Regions from separate parts of the Sus scrofa genome. Here region 1 is linked to region 2. The links are chromatin contacts, called in public Hi-C maps. All regions are on one chromosome and are shown on one strand. Each heading gives the region's core, a stretch centred on a gene start, on an enhancer-like site or on the middle of the called end of the contact. The rest is flanking DNA. Distances are from core to core; before and after follow the strand shown.

The links. Hi-C and Micro-C count contacts between places; a contact is called where the count stands out from the background.
Region 1: a Hi-C map of liver shows a contact between it and region 2, with 3 times the contacts expected there. The contact joins the promoter of PPP1R3F here to the promoter of EBP in region 2. A contact is called at or near these places in 2 of 47 Hi-C or Micro-C datasets (heart right ventricle and liver).

Annotation. Positions count from the first base shown.
Region 1 is chrX:43,325,640-43,329,517 of Sscrofa11.1, reverse strand. It overlaps PPP1R3F (protein phosphatase 1 regulatory subunit 3F), which reads right to left and starts at 1,319. Exons shown (of 5, transcript XM_003135095.5): 1 at 920-1,319; 2 at 245-917. The coding sequence starts at 1,244. It also overlaps a transcript of FOXP3 not described here.
Region 2 is chrX:42,670,142-42,674,585 of Sscrofa11.1, reverse strand. EBP (emopamil binding protein (sterol isomerase)) reads right to left here and starts at 2,527. Exons shown (of 4, transcript NM_001167646.1): 1 at 2,227-2,527. The coding sequence starts at 2,527.

The DNA.
Region 1 (3,878 bases), core at 70-2,569, 660 kb before region 2:
GGAGGGCAGGGAAGATGTCTGTCTTGTTCAGGGCTCTACAGTGGAATTCAATACATGAATGAAACCCCGGTAATTAAAACACAGCCTAGCACACGTTTGGTCTCCATTACTCTTTGACTAACTGACTGAATGAGCCCTCCTCCCAGTCCTGGTGAGCAAGCCTGAGGGGTTCCTGGGCCAGACTGCTTGTCCTCCATCCTAGACACAGCCCTGCGTTGGCGGAGGTGGCGCTGGCAGACATTACCTGCGCCTCATCGGCTTCATGCAGCTCTTCAGCTGCCTGGCCTCAGCCTCCACGGGACCCTGGCACTCGGGCTGTGGCTCCGGCTGCTGCAGCTGCTGCTGCTGGGGCAGCCCTTCGGCATCAGTGGGTGTGGGAGCGGGTGCAATCCGGAGCAGGACTGTGTAGTTGCGGCCGTGGTTGTTGGCCCAGAAAGTGCCCTCGGGGGTCTCATAGCGCACCACGAAGTCCAGGCGCGCCCCATCGCCCGCGCCCTCAGCAAAGGGCAGCTGGAAGGCAAAGCGGTCGGTGCGGCCGCCGTCGTCGGGCGAGGAGGCGGACGCCTGGCCGGGGCCCAGGCCAAGGGCCAGATCCAGGATGGGATCTCCTGCTCCTGGTCCTCCCGTTCCTGCCCATGGCGGGCTGCGCGGGACGTAGCGCGCTGGGTGGTCGCAGAAGGAAGCCCAGCCGTCGTGTGAGGCCCGCACGTGCACCGCCTTCTCGAAGGAGCGGTTCAGCACGCGGACCAACCCGCGCAGCACGGGCGGGCGCCCCCCGGGCACCCACACCCCGGCACCCCCGGGGACCGCTCCGGGAGGCGGCAACAGAGCCTCCAGCTCCACCATGACGCGCCCCAAGCGCTCCAGACGGCCTGACGCGGGCGGCAGCGAAAATGTGGGCACCAGGTAAAACCCCCGCCAGCGGGGACGGGGCACAGCGGCGAGGGCTCGGGGCAAGCCTCCTCTTCCTCCTCCCCTTCATCCCCATCCTCGCCATCGTCGTCCTCGTCAGCCCCGCCGCCGTCGCCATCTTGCCCGGCCGCCGCCGCCATCTTGCCCGCCCCGGGCCCGCCCCACGGCCGGTAGCGGCGCAGCTGCGCCAGCGGCAGCCCCAGGGCCTCATCGGCGAACAGCACCCGCCGCGGGGCCACCGCTACCTCGACTGAGGTGCGGGGCTCGCCCGCGGCCGGCGAGGGGGGCGCGGGATGCCGCAGCGGGGGCTCCACAGGGGCCGTGCGCGCCATATCGGCGGCGGCGGCGGCACCGACGGCACCGGCGGCGGGACCGGCGGGGGCAGGGCCTGAAGGGGCGAGCAGCCAATGGGAAGGCCAGCGCGGGGGGGTACGACTCACGGGGGGCGTAGGCGGCGAGACGAAGACAGGTGTAGCGGAGAGCCAATGAGGAGCCGCGCACGCGTGACGTAGGCGGTGAAGCGCGTGCAGGGGAAGCGCGCAGCCAATGGGGATGCCCGAGAGTGGGCGGTGTAGGAGGCGGGATGATCGGGGAATCAATGGGGAGGCCTGAATGGGGGGGCGGGGTCCGGGATGAAGAGAGCAGTCGTAGGACAGATAATAGGGAAGCGGGAGCGGTGTATGGGCGCCGGGGAAAATGGAATGGTTTCAGGCGATGGGGGGCAGCGGAAGCGAACGGAGAGACCAGAAAAGCAGGAGATCCGTGGGTTGCGTAGGTGGTGGGATGGAAGCTAGAGACAGCGAAGAGCCAATGGGGAGTCGCGCGCCTGTGGCGTACGGAAGAGATGACGCTAATGGCTGCAGCGAGCCAATGAGGAGTCCTGTGAATGTGCACTACGCCTTCAAGGGGCGGTGCCAGGGCTGAACTAGCCACTGCGGAGACTAGAAGTGACCGAGAGGCGGTGTGTGAGTTGCCCGGGAGGCGGGACTGAAGGGGGAAAGCCAATGGGTAGGCGGCGAAGGCGGGAGCAGGAAAGAGAGATGGCGGTTAGCCAATGGAGGAGCCAGAGTGAAGACTGTTGAGACGTCAAAGGGTGCTGGAACGGGGTGAACCAATACCAAAGCTAGAAAGCATAGCGGGACCGAAGGATCCGGAGGTGGGACGGCAAAGAGCAGAGCCAACGAGGGTGTTGTAGGTGGTGTGAAGGAGAGGATGAGCAGCCAATAAGGAGGCCGGAGGAGAGGATGGTGCGTAGGTAGTCTAGGTTGTAGGGTGGTCGGGCTACAGAACCGTAGAGTGCAGGCAGCCTTTAGGAAAAGTGTACCTCTCGTGGATGGTTTTACCTTCTCCTTAACCCTCCATGACCACTCCCTTTTGCCCCAGGGCTGTGAATGCCGAGAGCCCCCAAGAACCTAGACCGTACCCTAGTGTGAGATCAAGAAAGCAAAACGGACTTTGCGGTCACAGTTGCTGGTTCTCCCCTGCCCACCTCCGAACCTTAGCTTGGGCAGTACCACTAGCCGAGAATGCCCCTGATTATCATTCTCAGTGTTCTCCAGGATTTGGCACCATTGTTGAATGAAGGAGAGATTGAGGTTTTGGGGTTTTTTTTTGTTTTTTTTTTTTTTTGAAAATTAGCTTTTTCTAACTCTGAGCGTGACTGTATGCAGCCGGGAGTTGGTTGGCCATGTTGGCAGACATTGACTATCACAGATCAAATCCCTGTCATTCTTGCCTGACTCAAACGCCATAGCCGACAGTGGCCTCACCGCCCATCTTTCTGTCTCCAGTCTCTGTTCCTACTGCTCCCTCTCCTAAGAGTGCTACTCCTTCTGCTTCCTCATGTCCTCTCACTCTCTTTTTCCACTCTGCCTTCGAGATCCCACCTCCTGTAGGAACATGGCCATTCATATATTCCCTCCTCCATCCTGGGTTATTTTCTAAACACCTACTGTATGCAAGGCTCTGACTCACAGCATCCCTAGAAAGGAGGCACTTCCGCCAGTGGGCTCCTCTTCTCAGGTCTCAGTGTCCAGAATGGGGTCATGGGTCAGGAACCAATTATGTATAGTTGCAAATAGCAGGAGGCAGGGAGAACCCACAAAATAATGTGAGCTTAAACAAGATAGAACTTTATTGTTTTCACTCCTAAAAGTTCAAGCTGGTAAGTAGTCCAGGGACTCCTTCCTGCCCAGAGTTAGGGCATTGTCCATGTCCTGGTCTGGCCCCAAGACTCTCATCCTTCAACAAATCCTGTCAACCATTAAAAAAAAAAAAGAAAAAAAAAAAAAAACATATGGAGTTCCCGTCATGGCTGAGCAGAAGCGAATCCAGCTAGTATCCATGAGGATGCGGGTTCCATCCCTAGCCTGGCTCAGTGGGTTAAGGATCCAGCCTTGCTGTGAGCTGTGGTGTAGTTCGCAGCCGAGGCTTCAATCACGCATTGCTGTGGCTGTGGCGTAGGCCAGCTGCTGTAGCTCTGATTCGACCCCTAGCCTGGGAACTTCCATATGCCACAGGTGCGGCCCTAAAAAGAAAAAGGAAAAAAAAAAAAAAAAGCTTTGAGTTCCTGTTGTGGCACAGTGGGTTAATAATCTGACTGGGGTCGCCTGGGAGGTTCGGGTTCTATCCTGACCCGGGAACTTCCATATGCTACACCCATAGCCATAAAAAAAAAAAAATCCTGTCAGCTCTCCATTCAATATATTTCCCAAATATACCCTCTCCATCAATCACCAGGACTATTCCAGTAGCCTCCCTTTCACTGGTCTCCATGCTTCCATCCTCACTCCTATGGTCCATTCTACACTCCATCAGAGGGATGCTGTGAAATCCTTAAGACAATTCACGCCTCTCCTCTGCTCACAACCTTCCTCTGGCCTCCTGCTCACTCAGGGTAAAATCCAAAGTCCTTACCATGGGCTAAACAAGGTCCTGCCTGGTTGACCGCTCCCCAGCCTACTCTC
Region 2 (4,444 bases), core at 1,278-3,777:
CAAAAAACAAAAAACAAAAAACAAAAAACAACTCCAGCTTGGATTTGATCACTGGCTTGGGAACTTCCATATGCTGCGGGTGCAGCTGAAAAAGAAAAAAAAAAAAAGAAAGAAACACCTGACCATACCAAGTGTCAGCAAAGCCGTGGAGAAATTAGAACTCTGGTGGGAATATAAAATGGTGCAGCCATTCTTTTTTTTTGCTTTTTTGAACCTGCGGCGTATGATAGTTCCCAGGCTGGGGTCAAATCGGAGCTACAGCTGCCAGCCTACACCACAGCCACAGCCATGCCAGATCCAAGCCATGTCTGTGACCTATACCCCAGCTCAAGGCAATGCTGGATCCTTAACCCACTGAGTGAGGCCAGGGATGGAACCCGCATCCTCATGCATCCTAGTCGGGTTTGTTAACTGCTGAGCCGTCAAAGAAGAGAACTCCCTTTTTTTTTTTTTTTTTTTTTATTCGGCCGTTCTTGAAGACAGTTTGGCAGTTTTTCATAAAGTCAAGCACATTCACCATGTGACCCAGCCATTCCATGCCTCCATATTTACCCAAGAGAAATGAAAGAAGATGTCCACAGAGAGACTTGTAGAATGTTCTAGCAGATTCATTCATGAAGTCAAAAAGGAGTAGTGTTTGTAACAGCCAAAGATGGGGGGAGATGCCTATCAATCCTGAAAAAGTCAAATTAATTCTGTCATAGTTATGCTTTCAAAGCTCTTTATGAATTTGAGTGGCATTTTAAAAAAGCAAAGTTCAAAAGTGTATCTAGTGAAGTTTCCATTGTGGCTCAGTGGGGCACGAACCCGACATAGTAACCATGAGGATGCAAGTTCCATCCCTGGCCTCGCTCAGTGGGTTAAGGATCCAACAGTGCCACAAGCTGCGGTATAGGTTGCAAATGCGCACAGTGCTGCTGTGGCTATGGCGTAGGGCTGGCGGTTGCAGCTCTGTTTTGACCCCTAGCCTGGCAACTTCCATGTGCCTTGAGTACGGCCCTACAAAAAGGGGAAAAAGAAAAAGATGTGTATATAGCATGTTATCATTTACAAAAAGGAGAAAAATAAAAATGATGAAGACAAGGAGTTCCCGTCATGGTACAGCAGAAATGAATCTGACTAGGAACCCTGAGGTTACGGGTTTGATCCTTGGCTTCGCTCAGTGGGTTAAGGATCTGGTGTTGTCGTGAGCTGTGGTGTAGGTCGAAGACGTGGCTTGGATTCTGTGTTGCTGTGGCTGTGATGTAGGCTGGCAGCTGTACCTCTGATTTGAACCCTAGACTGGGAACCTCCATATGCCACAAGAGTGGCCCTAAAAAAAAAAAAAAAAGTAAAGATATAGTTATAAGGTATCTACTACCTGCCAAACCCTGTTCTAAGTGTCTTACGTGTATTTGGATATTACAATTCTCCCTCTTTTTTTTTTTGCTATTTCTTGGGCTGCTCCCACGGCATATGGAGGTTCCCAGGCTAGGGGTCGAATCGGAGCTGTAGCCGCCGGCCTACGCCAGAGCCACAGCAACGCAGGATCCGAGCTGCATCTGCAACCTACACCACAGCTCACGGCAACGCTGGATCGCTAACCCACTGAGCAAGGGCAGGGATCGAACCCGAAACCTCATGGTTCCTAGTCGGATTTGTTAGCCACTGCGCCACGACGGGAACTCCACAATTCTCCCTCTTTTACAGTTGAGCAAACTGAGGTTTATGTGTGTGAAATATAAGCAATTACTGGGGGCAACTTGGTAGATAGAAGGTAGATAGATTTTCACTGCATATTTCTTTAAATGGGTCCAAATCGCTTTGGATCCATGTGAATATATATGCGACAAAAAAGTTAAATACATTTTAAAAATATATTAATGGGGAGTTCCCGTCGTGGCGCAGTGGTTAACAAATCCGACTAGGAACCATGAGGTTGCAGGTTCAATCCCTGGCCTAGCTCAGTGGGTTAAGGACGCGGCGTTGCCGTGAGCTGTGGTGTAGGTCGCAGACAAGGCTCAGATCCCACGATGCTGTGGCTCTGGTGTAGGCCGGCAGCTACAGCTCCGATTCGACCCCTAGCCTGGGAACCTCCATGTGCCATGAGAGCAGCCCTAGAAAAGGCAAAAAGACCAAAAAAAAAATTTAATTAATGGGAAAAGTGTCAGTGGGTGGGTGACCATCTAAGCCAATCTCTGCCCAGGAAATTCCCTCCCACAGCACGCTGAAGAACTTAGGACTCACAGAGTTGAGATAAGAAGGCTTGGTCTCCAAGAAGCTCCTCGTGGTAGAGACAGAACCAGCCCTCAATCACCAAGTGAACGAACCCACAGACTGCAAACCAGCACAAGGACAGTCTCCGCCAAGTGCTCAGTGGGACGACCGCAGCACGACCTGACAACAGCCAGGTAGTGACGACTAAGACTCCAGAGGCGGAGAAGAGGCCAGCCAGGATATGCCAAGTGGGGCAGTCATTAGGCACAAAGTTGTCCAGCCTCAGGTGCCGAGGCCAGTATGGATGCATGGGGCTGGCGTTGGTGGTCATGTCTTTGTCGGCTGACAGCTGTGGGCTGTGTATGGATATGTAGAAAGGAGAACAAAGAAAGAGGAAAAACCTGGGAAAAAAAAAACAAAGGGAAAGCACAGAATGAGATCATAAAATCAAATCTAGGAGTTCCCCCTCTGGCTCAGCGGTAATGAACCCGTCTAGTATCCATGAGGACGTGGGTTTGATCCCTGGCCCGGCTCGGTGGGTTAAGGATCCAACGTTGCTGTGAACTGTGGTGTAGATTGCAGATGCAGCTCAGACTCCGCATTGCTGTGGCTGTGGCACAGGCTGACAGCTACAGCTCCAATTCAACCCCTAGCCTGGGAAATTCCATATGAGGCCAGTGCTGCCCTAAAAAGACACACACACGCACACAAGCACACGCACACACACAAAATCAATCTGTTATGATAAGAAATGTAAATGGACTCAATTAATTATACGCTGTTTTAAAAACATGACTGGAAGACCACGCAAAGTCTGAAAGTTTGTTCCAGCCCTCCGGAAGCCATATGTGGTGGACACAGGAACCAGAACAGGTCCCAGCCCTCACTGGTTACAGTCTGCAGGGGAAGACAGGAACCAGGTCTAGTCTGCCCTCATTGGTCACAGTCTGGTGAGCAGACACAAGAATCAGACTAGATCCTAGCCCTCATTGGTCACGCTCTGGTGGGGAGAGACACAGGAACCAGGCTTGGTCCACGCTTTTAGAGGTCACAGACGGCTGGGGGAGACAAAGGAGCCAGGCCTGGTTCCAGCCCTCAAGGGTCACAGTCTGCTGGGGGAGACACAACGACCAGGTTAGGTCCCACTGCAGGGGTCTCTGTCTTGCATCATTCAATGGACAGCTATTACCCTCCCCATAGTTCTGACAACTGCAGGACAGAAGAGAGAAAACTAATCAGAAATACTACCCTCAGGTTCAGTGTGTGGGATTGCCCGATCCCTCCTGAAAGAGTGCAACCCGCAGCCAACCTGCAAGAAAGAGGAACGTGGAGGACAGGATCCCAGCTTGGGGCGCTAAAAAGGAAAAGGAGGGTCAAAGACAGAGACCACCAATCAAAACCAGAATCCTCTACTCCAGCTGCCCAATGAGAAGGTGGATCTTCTGTCGTCCGGACAACAGCGCGGTAGCCGGGGATCCTGCGCAAGCGCGTGGGAGGGCGGGGAGGCACGGCGTGGGTTGGCAGGCGGGTGGCGGAGAGAAAGGGTCTCGCGCAGGCGCGCCGAGGGTCGGTCATTTGGCAATTAAGAGCTAGGGGATGGAGTGGCAGTCCTGGCGGAGAGGACTCACCCAGCAGCGCGGTTGCGGCGGCTTCTCCCACAGCCTCCCAGGTCTCTCTAGGCTAGCTCGCAGGGTCCGAGAGAGCCGTGATTCTTACCCATCCCTTCACGGTTTCCTCGCCTTATGGAGTTGGCCAATGGAGAGGCTCGCAAGGCGGCCAGTGCTGCTCCCAACCAGTAGGAATTCTCTGTGTGCCTCCGACCCCGCCCTCATGTGTGGTGCCATTTTCTCTATTGGTTGAGACCCAGTCAGGAGTGGGAGAGGCGGGGAGGGCCAAGGTTGGTGGGCGTTTTAGGGCGGAAGCCAATCTGCGGCGAGTCTCGTCTTCAATTTCCCTATCCGCTTATCAATCCCATCGGAAATCGAGTGTTTATCCTCCCCCCAATCTTCTGTTGAATCAGCATTGCATTGTGTCCTCTCACCTTTGCCCTCGTTTTCAAAGGCGGAGCAATCAGATCTTTTTCCTAGACCAAACTTCCATCGTAATCCTGGAATGCAGCAGGCAGATCACAATCTATACACTGCTCCTCAGCCCTATAGCCATTTGCACCTCTCCCCATTTCAAGTCAGAACAACCAATCAAAACCCAGGCCCCTCAGCCTTGCTGGCCAATGGGCATGGAGACTCTC